Regions from separate parts of the Gossypium hirsutum genome. Here region 2 is linked to region 1. Evidence: chromatin contacts called from public Hi-C data. All regions are on one chromosome and are shown on one strand. The core of a region is the stretch at or near the end of the contact, and the rest is flanking DNA. Distances in the headings are between cores, read along the strand shown.

Region 1 (4,772 bases), core at 201-2,700:
ATAGCTAAAACATCATTTTGATTTTTAAATTTTTTCTTAACAATAATTCTTATTTTTTTTAAAAAATCTTAAAAATAAATATAAACTATCAAAATTATTAAAAATATATTTGAAATCATGTTAAAACAAAATCAAACCAAAATTTACATTCAAAGAAGCTCTTTTGGGGGGAATCATGGTGTTTTTATTTTTGAAAAATTGAGATCTTTTTCAATAATGGGGAAACATTTTCATTTTCAATAAAATTCTCAATTTGATTAAATCTATTTAATGCAATGAGAAACTAACATTTCCTGTTGAAGATGTTTTCAAGTGCAATTCTAAAATCACTCATTTCAATAAAAATTATAGTTTTATTATTATTATTGAAATACAATCAAATTAAAAAAACAATACATCTACAATAAATAAAATATTTTGATTTTGCATCTCTCTTTGGTGATAAACAAGGAGCTCTTTTCATTGCTCCTCCAGCTTTGGAGGTGTGTTAATGGTTTTAGGGTTTTATTTTAAATTAAAATTTCATTTTTTATCTTTTATTTCTTCCCAAAAATTTAAAATATTATTTTCTAAAATTTTAAACCCATGGAGTCTTTGTTTAGAATTTATAAATTTATATTAAAAATTTAAAACTAAAAAATTGTTAAACCCAATAACTTAAAAATTAAACTTTTTAGGGTATTAAATGATAAGATCTTTAAATGGAAAAGTTTATAATAGCTAAAGGGATGCGAAAATGAGTAATCAAAATTTTATAACGGTGATTACATACTATCAAAAGATACGAAGGCATAGAAGATGCGAAAATGAGTATTCACTAAAGTAAAAGAAAATAAACATTAAATCTTTTTATGTACTTTTTAGTTGGAAGCATGAGCGACGAAAATGAAACTAAACATTAACGAAAGTATGAGGAATTTGAAAATGCATAATTAAAACTTTTCAATTTTCTGGGTTTTTTAATATAGGAAAGAAAGTCTTGTAAAAAAACTGATGGATTCTAGGTTTTGTCTCAAAAGTTTGATAAAATTTTTAAATATTTTGAAGAAAAAATTTAGATTTTTTTTACTTATATTTTGAAATTTTAGAAAAGTTTATTTATAATTTTTATTTTTCAAAAATATTTGAACATGATTTTTAATAATTTATATTTATTTTTAAGATTTAAAAAAAATTAAAATTATTGTGAAGAAAAAATTTAAAAAATCAAAATGATATTTTAGCTATATTTCAAGGGCTAAATTATTAATTGACCATTTAAATTAACATTCCACGTAATCATTTAACTTAGAATTTACTGGAGGGACTAATTTACATTTTTTGAAATGTATAAGGGCTAATTTACCCATTTCTTACAGGGGCTTTCCTTGTACTTTTACCAAAACCTTTTAATACAGTGCTTAAGCTTGGCCCGAGCTTTTTATACCCGGTCCGACCCAAGGAGCGTTTAATGATAATTCATAATCTGCTAAGATCAGAACCGTTCAAACCCCTGACGCTGAAAGTGCGCGTGAAAAGCAAATTCGTGAAAGTCCAAGAACACTGGTTCGGACTTGGGGGAGCTAGTAGGCTAGTATAGGAGGACAGGCGTTCCCCATATTTACCTCTCTCACCGCCCCAATCTAAAAGGCCGAAACCTTCAAATTTTCCCACTTTCCCACTTTCTCTCAGATTATTGGGTTTCCTTATTATCCTCTTTCAGAAAATAGAACAAATAAAAATGTAAGCTCATTTTTAGTGTTCTAATAACTTCTCCAGTCACTGGGTTGCTGCATTTTTTTTATTGTTCATCTCCTTTTTTTTTATTGTTTGTGTGTGTTTATATTACTTTTCTTTATTAATCAGATCATTCTCCTCATACTTCTCTTATAATTCTTTAATTTTGCTTCTTCTTCTTCTTTTTTTAAATATAACCTACTCAATTTACTTGTTCTAGATTTTGAGAGGGTTTACAGGGTGCAATCTTTTACTTCCGTGAATACAAATTCCCACAGTGATATTCTCGACAAGTAAGTTACTTTGCATTGTAAATTTGTTTCTATTTCTTTTTGTTAATTGAATTCCCATCTTGGATTAAGATATTTGCTTCCTGTGTTGTTAATTTAAACATTTTGGTCTTTGTTTTCCCCCATGTTAATGTGTGATTTAGAGTGAATATTTTGGACTGTTACTTTTCTTATTGGTAGAGTTTGTGAAAGGTTTACGAATTTAGATTTTACAACACAAAGGAAAATCTGTCAAGTGTGATATGATTGTTCTGCTACAATATTGTTTTAGCTCCCTGTCAGAGAAAAAGAATAATCTTGATACATGTTTCCATCAGTGGAAATATACTCTATACACTGAGTTATGGGGCATAGTGTATTGGACAAGTGAAATGGCAGAACTCATTTCACCTTGTGATATTTCATTGCCAAATATTTGAGCTGAAAACGTATAAAATTGGCTTTTCAAAAGAATTTCCCTCCCTCCTAAAGTTTCGTGCTAGCTCTGATGTCTGGAACATAAATTTTTAAAGGTTGGACTTTGTTGTTGCCGCTACGTCAAATGAACATCTTACTGTATTATGCATGTTTCGAAGTACTTATATGTAATATTGGATTCAATATGAATAGATTGGCCAAAAGTCTTAACCAGGAGGTAAGATTGGACAGAAAAGTGGATACCTGAGTTTTTCCTGTTACCACATAGTTGAAGAAAGAAGGGAAAAGGAACTCTGTATTCTTATCTTTCATAAAAAGAAATTTAAAGAGTCTTGATAGCTTCTGTGTTTTCGTGCACTACTTGCCACCTAAATTCTTGACCTTTTGCTTTTAACTGTTTTTCAGGGGTTTTCCTTCCTGCCACTGGGCATGGACGCTCAAAGTCAGGTGGCTTTTAGTGGACAGAAAAATATGCTTCCTCCACCTCCTGGAATATTTCAAGATCGTGAGGAGCTCATTAAACATGTGCGGGACTTTGGGGCTAGCCAAGGATATGTAGTGACTATTAAGAAGTCAAGGAAAGACAGAAGAGTCATCCTTGGATGTGACAGAGGAGGCATTTATCGCAATAGGCGTAAGATTGATGAAAGTAAACGCAAAAGGAAAGCATGCTCAAGACTTATAAACTGTCCTTTTGAGGCTATAGGAAAAAAGGAAGATGATTCCTGGGTTCTCACCATTAAAAATGGGGAGCATAACCATGAGCCTTTAAAAGATATGTCAGAGCATCCTTATAGTCATCGTTTTACCGAGGAAGAAATTAGGCAAATCAAATTAATGACTGAAGCTGGTATAAAACCACGCCAAGTGCTCAAGGCTCTGAAACAAACTAATCCAGAGTTGCAGTCAACTCCAAGGCATTTGTACAACCTTAAAGCCAAGATTCGTCAAGGAAATTTATCAGGTTAGTCTCCCATTGTTATTTTTACTTTTTTGTATTTAAAGTAGAGATTTTACTTTAACCTGGCCTCTCAAATTCTGTTTGTTCATAGCTGGTTGGTATTGATTACTTTGCAATTTATCATCCAATTGTCAGATATTACTAGGCAGGTTTGCAATCAATATTGACCCAGCTATAATAAATCTATTATAAACTGCAGTTTACCCTAGGTGGGAGCATGTCCTATCATAAATTTCATTCCATAGGGACTAGTAAGGTTTTAAATGATAAATCTATTTCTGCTCCCCTCTCAGAGAATATACTTCTGAAATGAGTGTACATTTCATTTCTTGAGATTTTCTTCATAGTATGAGTGTTTTCTTGCAGAGAAAAATTTTAAATCATGGAGGCCTAACAGATCTGTTCCTGTAAACTCTAATGGCAGTTCCACTGGAGAGTTGTTAAAGCAAAACAACCAACTGGTGAGTTTTGATGTGACTTTTTTGATTTCTTGTTCTCTGTATATTTTAGCATGTGTACATTTGTGTTTCTATGTTTGTGGTGATGTGCTCATATCTGTCCTCTATGATCATTCTGCTATCTGTCTACAGGTAAAAGTTCCTAATTTTATTGGAGGGAAATTTGTGGATTCACTAGGGTCCATGGTCATTGACGTAATAAACCCTGTAAGTGGATGAGCTAACTTTGTTATTTGCTCTTTCTCACCCTTTTTGATGCATTTTTTTATATCAAAGACGTTTTAATTAGGCAACACAAGAGGTTATTTGTCAAGTTCCTTCAACTACCTATGAAGAGTTTAAAGATGCAGTTAATGCAGCCAAGCAAGCTTTTCCCTCTTGGAAGAATACTCCAGTTACAGCTCGCCAGCGCATCATGTTCAAGCTCCAGGAGCTCATCCATAGAAATATTGTAGGGATTACTGAATCTGTTGTTATTCATTAATTTATTTTTTGAACTTAGTTTATTTTCATATTCAAAATCTTTGGTTATTCTCTTCCATCCACAGGATAAGCTCGCAATGAATATTACAACGGAACAGGGCAGGACATTAAAGTGTGCCCATGGTGATGTGCTGCGCGGTTTAGGTAGTCATTGCTGATACTCTATTGACTTTGTCCCATCATTTTAAGAGATTGTTACAACCAGTATTAGGCCATTAATGACGTAATATTAGGATTTTAAAGATTCAAATAGATTTTTTATTATCTTTTATCCTGGTTTTGAATTATGGTTTTATATTATTTTTATTTTAATTGTAATCATCTATCTTTACCTCTGTAAATAAATGTTTCTATTAATAAATCAAGTGGAGCCATTTCATAAGTCTCCTTTTACTTCAATATGGTATCTAAGCGCATATCCTTGGATTTTCATATAGCTCCAACTAT
Region 2 (4,717 bases), core at 1,981-4,480, 170 kb before region 1:
GAAATGGGATGAGTGTCTGATAGGGACATGTGTTTGATACAAGTCTGCTCGATTTTTTAAGAGTGGTTTCATATATTTGAAGGACCATATAATATACGTCGAGCATAGTTGTCCAACAAATACTTTCAAGAAAATGAAAAATCCAGGTAGCAAGGCTTTAACTACTTAATTTTTGACTCATTGCTTCCAAAAGTGAAAATAGCAAGCGTAAAGTAACTAATAAGTTAATGACAAAATGCAAGGTTTTTACCTTCAAAATGACAGGACTAAGGTTTTTACAATTTCACTAATTGTTCTTTATATATTAAAAGAAAAAGAAACAAAAAAAATGTTAATCTTGCATTCTTTACCATCTTCTTACTTCATATCAACATTTACTGAGACAAAGCCTAAACAAATCAAGCATCTTCGACATCAATTACAAATAAAAGAAAAATAAGATCGATCAAAATTCAAATAAAAATCAACTATAAGCATGAATTACTCGAATATTTACCTCTTCTCCAACATTGACAGAAACTCTAGATGATGAAATACCTGGCCGAATCGCTTTCCCTAATACTTGAAAAAAATTGAATTTTTTTTTTTAAATAGAAGGGCTTTACTTAAACGAAGTACTATTTAAAAAAACTTAGGGATTTTGGAGGAAATTTAGGGATGAAGGGAAATGTAGAGAATTGGGAAAATCTATTTTAGGGTTTTACTGGGAATGGCTAAGTGTTTGGGAAATCTGTTTTGGGATTTTGGGGGAAATGGCTAAGTGTCGGGCATGACACAAGAAGATAAAATTTAAGAAAGGAAAACAACGCTGTTTTTATTAAACTGTAGTGTTTTTTGCGGTGTTTTTTTTAAAAAAAAGTCTCCCCTATTTTTTTGTGGCGTTTTTTTAAAAAACGCCACTAATGTCTTAGTTTTCATATTTATTTTTATTTGTTATAATTTGGTAGCCACAATAATTAACTTATGATAGTCAATATTTAATAATATATAAATTTTATCTATTATCTCCTAAATAATTTAAACAATAATCATAATTTTAATATATTAAAATTAATATTATCTCTTTTACAATTATATAAGAAATCATTTAATATATAAATTAAATAATACTAATTAATCTAAACCCTAAACTTTTAACCCTTATCCTTAAATCCTAAATCCTAAACCCTAAACCCATATCCCTTAACTCTTAAACCCTAAACCCTTAACACCTAACCCTAAACCTTAAACCCCAACACATAATTCCTAAACCATAATCCATAAACCTTAAAATATTAACTCATAAACCATAAACCCCTAACCCATGTCCCTTTAATGCCTAGCCCTTATGCCCTTAACACTTAACCCCTAACCCCTAACCATTAACCCCAACCCATAAACCACCCTTAAACCATAATCCTTAGACTCATAATCCATAAACCTTAAAATAATAACTCATAAACAGTAAACCTTTAACCATATACCGTAAACCTTAAACTATAATGATATTCAATATTTTAAAATTAATACTATCTTTTTTACAAGTATATAAGAAAAAATTTAACATATAAATTAAAAAACAATTAGTCATATACCAAAAATCTTTAAAATTAATTTAAATAATAGTATTTTAATTTTTTTCATTTTTTGTGACGTTTTTCAAAAAAGCCGCTAAAGATTGAGCATTACTGGCTTTTTTCAAAAAGCGCCGCTAAAGGTGTACTTATAGCGGCGTTTCTTAAAAAAGCGCCACTAATACTCGATCTTTAGCGGTGCTTTTAAAAAGCGCCGCTAAGCCACTAAAATTTTGCAAAACTCTTTTACACGTTTTTCAAAAAAAGCCAACGCCGCTAAAGATCAAGTATTAGCGGCGTTTTCTAAAAAGCGCCGCTAAAGGTGTACATATAGCGACGTTTTTAAAAAGCGCCGTTAAAGGCACTAAAGGCTCAATACAAAACGACAGCATTGTGTTAATTTTTTTGTGCCGTTTTTTGAACGCCGCTAAAGGCACTAAAGGCTCAATACAAAACGACGGCGTTGTGTTAATTTTTTTGCGGTGTTTTTTGAACGCCGCTAAAGATCAAGCATTTTTCTAAAAAACGCCGCTAATACTCAATCTTTAGCGGCGTTTTTCATTCAAACGCCGCTAAAAATACTGCTAAAAACCTGTTTTGCTGTAGTGAATAGACAAAAACTTTTAAAAGTGAAACTTATTAAACTATGAAAAATATAAAACTTAATAACACGAGTCCAAACCGACTCATGAAATAATTTATTATTTTGAAATACTCTCAAAACAGAAACAGATTAAGAAATCAACGAAGAGTTACCCAAATTTTTTTTAAAAAAAAGTCGGTAGCGTTTTAATGATGATAGACACCGTCATCTGTTCATCATAACTTGTGAAATACTTAAAAAAATAAATTTGTAAACTAAAAAGAGAGAATATACTTGGAGTGAATGAGAAAAAAAATAAAAAGAGAGTTGATAGACAAGAGAAAAAGGTGGGTGGTAAGGGTAACACCGCCACTAAACAAAAGAAAAAGTTGTAGGGTTTTGAAAAAGTTCATAATGAATATTTTTTAATTTAATTATAATAGTATATCTATTATTTTAAAATAATAAAATGTAATATTTAAAATAGTCGTAACTCAATCTGAAAATTTCAAAGCGGCGGGTAGATCAAGGACATCTTGAACAAGAGGGTTGGATTGGTTAAGAGAAAGGGCCTATACCCTCCAACTTACCGTAGACTTTGATGTGGGTGAGTCGTGTAGCCCATGCTTTTGCCTTTTTCCTCCATAGGACAAACAAATAATTTTGATAAGAAGAGAAATTGTGTTTAATTTTTGGGATTTCTGTAACCTTTTCATATCTCATTTGTATAAAAAGAAATGTAGATGAAAATGGATGTGTGGTAGAAACAATTATTTTTCTCTTTATATTCAATATATTTATTATATAAAAATAAAAGCTAATGGGTGCAGGCGGACGCTTCTGTTCCCCTTAATTCCTTATTAGACTTTTTTACAATATTTTATAAAAAAATAGTAAAAAGAGTATCTTCTAAAATTTTATAATATAATTATCTTTTATTGTTATGCCCAAAATAAAATAATTAGCTTATCTGCTGTTTGGTAAATACATAAAAAACCTGTCATTTATTAGTTCTCTGTTTCTATCCTAAATAAAGCTCCAATCAGTATAGTCAAAAGCGGCCCTAATTTAAAACTTTGGTGCCTTATGCAATGTATATATATCTCCATTTGCAGCAGACCTCACCATTACTTACATTTCTTCCCTCTCTTTCTCTATTTTTTTTCTTTTGGCTACGATTGATCTAAACAGGAGCTTATATTAGAGCTTTTTAAGTCCTTTTTTCTATAGCTCAAAGAGGCCAAAAATGGGGTTATTGTCAAGAAGAGCCACTTGTAACACTCATGGGCAAGATTCTTCTTACTTTCTAGGATGGCAGGAATATAAGAAAAACCCCTACAATGAAGTCAACAACCCTAATGGTATTATCCAGATGGGTCTTGCAGAAAATCAGGTAACGAGATTTTCTTTTTCTTTTCTTTTTTGAAACTGAGTTTGATATCTCAAATCTTAATGCATTCTTTTTTGTAGCTCTGCTTGGATCTTCTTGAACCATGGCTGATGAAAAACCCAGATGCACTGGGTTTGAAGAGAGATGGGATATCCATATTCAAAGAGCTTGCTCTTTTCCAAGATTATAATGGCTTCCCTGCATTCAAAAGGGTAAGCTTAGCTAATTAAAAAAAATATCCCATAAACATATTAGAAGATAATATTTGGGTTATTGATGATTTTGATGAACAGGCATTGGTTGATTTCATGGGTGAAATCCGAGGAAACAAAGTAAGTTTTGACCCAAATCATGTAGTTCTCACTGCTGGTGCAACCTCCGCCAATGAAACTCTTATGTTTTGTCTCGCTGATCAAGGCGACGCTTTTCTTCTTCCTACGCCATATTACCCAGGGTATATCTTTTGCTTTCTTTATACCTTATTTTATGCATGCATGAAAACATACGTAATTCACTCATACATTCATCATTTTCTCCCCCCCTTAATAGTTTTGATAGAGATCTGAGGTGGCGAACTGGGGTTGAAATAGTACCCATACATTGTACCAGTTCTAATGGCTTCAAAGTCACTTTACCCGCCATCGAACAAGCTTATCGACAAGCTCAAAAAAGGAAGCTGAGAGTGAAAGGGGTTTTAATCACCAACCCTTCTAACCCACTGGGGACGACAATGGCGAGAGACGAATTGTATTTACTCATCAACTTCATTGAAGACAAACAAATTCATTTAATCAGCGATGAAATTTACGCCGGCACTGTTTTCACCTCTCCATCCTTCGTAAGTGTAATGGAAGTTTTAAAAGATCGAAATCTCGATCAAACTCAAGTCTGGGAAAGAGTTCATATTGTATACAGTCTTTCTAAAGATTTGGGTCTTCCTGGTTTTCGAGTTGGTGCTATTTACTCCAACGATCCCGTCGTTGTCTCCGCCGCCATTAAAATGTCCAGTTTCGGCCTCGTTTCTTCTCAAACACAGTATCTACTCTCTGCCATGTTATTCGACAAGAAGTTCACGAAAGAATACATGTCCGAGAACCACAAGAGGCTTCAAAAGCAACAAAAGGACCTGGTTTCAGGCCTGGAAAAAGCCGGCATTAGGTGTTTAGACAGCAATGCCGGGCTGTTCTGTTG

Evidence for each region. Hi-C and Micro-C count contacts between places; a contact is called where the count stands out from the background.
Region 2: a contact with region 1 is called in a Hi-C map of leaf, with 1.9 times the contacts expected there. The contact joins the promoter of LOC107915933 here to the promoter of LOC107914353 in region 1. A contact is called at or near these places in 3 of 34 Hi-C or Micro-C datasets (callus and leaf).

What each region holds. Positions count from the first base shown.
Region 1 is chrA10:17,200,639-17,205,410 of Gossypium_hirsutum_v2.1, reverse strand. It overlaps LOC107914353 (methylmalonate-semialdehyde dehydrogenase [acylating], mitochondrial), which reads left to right and starts at 1,450. Exons shown (of 21, transcript XM_016843252.2): 1 at 1,450-1,722; 2 at 1,937-2,009; 3 at 2,829-3,387; 4 at 3,751-3,845; 5 at 3,975-4,049; 6 at 4,132-4,293; 7 at 4,391-4,469. The coding sequence starts at 2,853.
Region 2 is chrA10:17,371,799-17,376,515 of Gossypium_hirsutum_v2.1, reverse strand. It overlaps LOC107915933 (1-aminocyclopropane-1-carboxylate synthase), which reads left to right and starts at 3,230. Exons shown (of 4, transcript XM_016845117.2): 1 at 3,230-3,529; 2 at 3,607-3,738; 3 at 3,820-3,980; 4 at 4,076-4,717. The coding sequence starts at 3,383.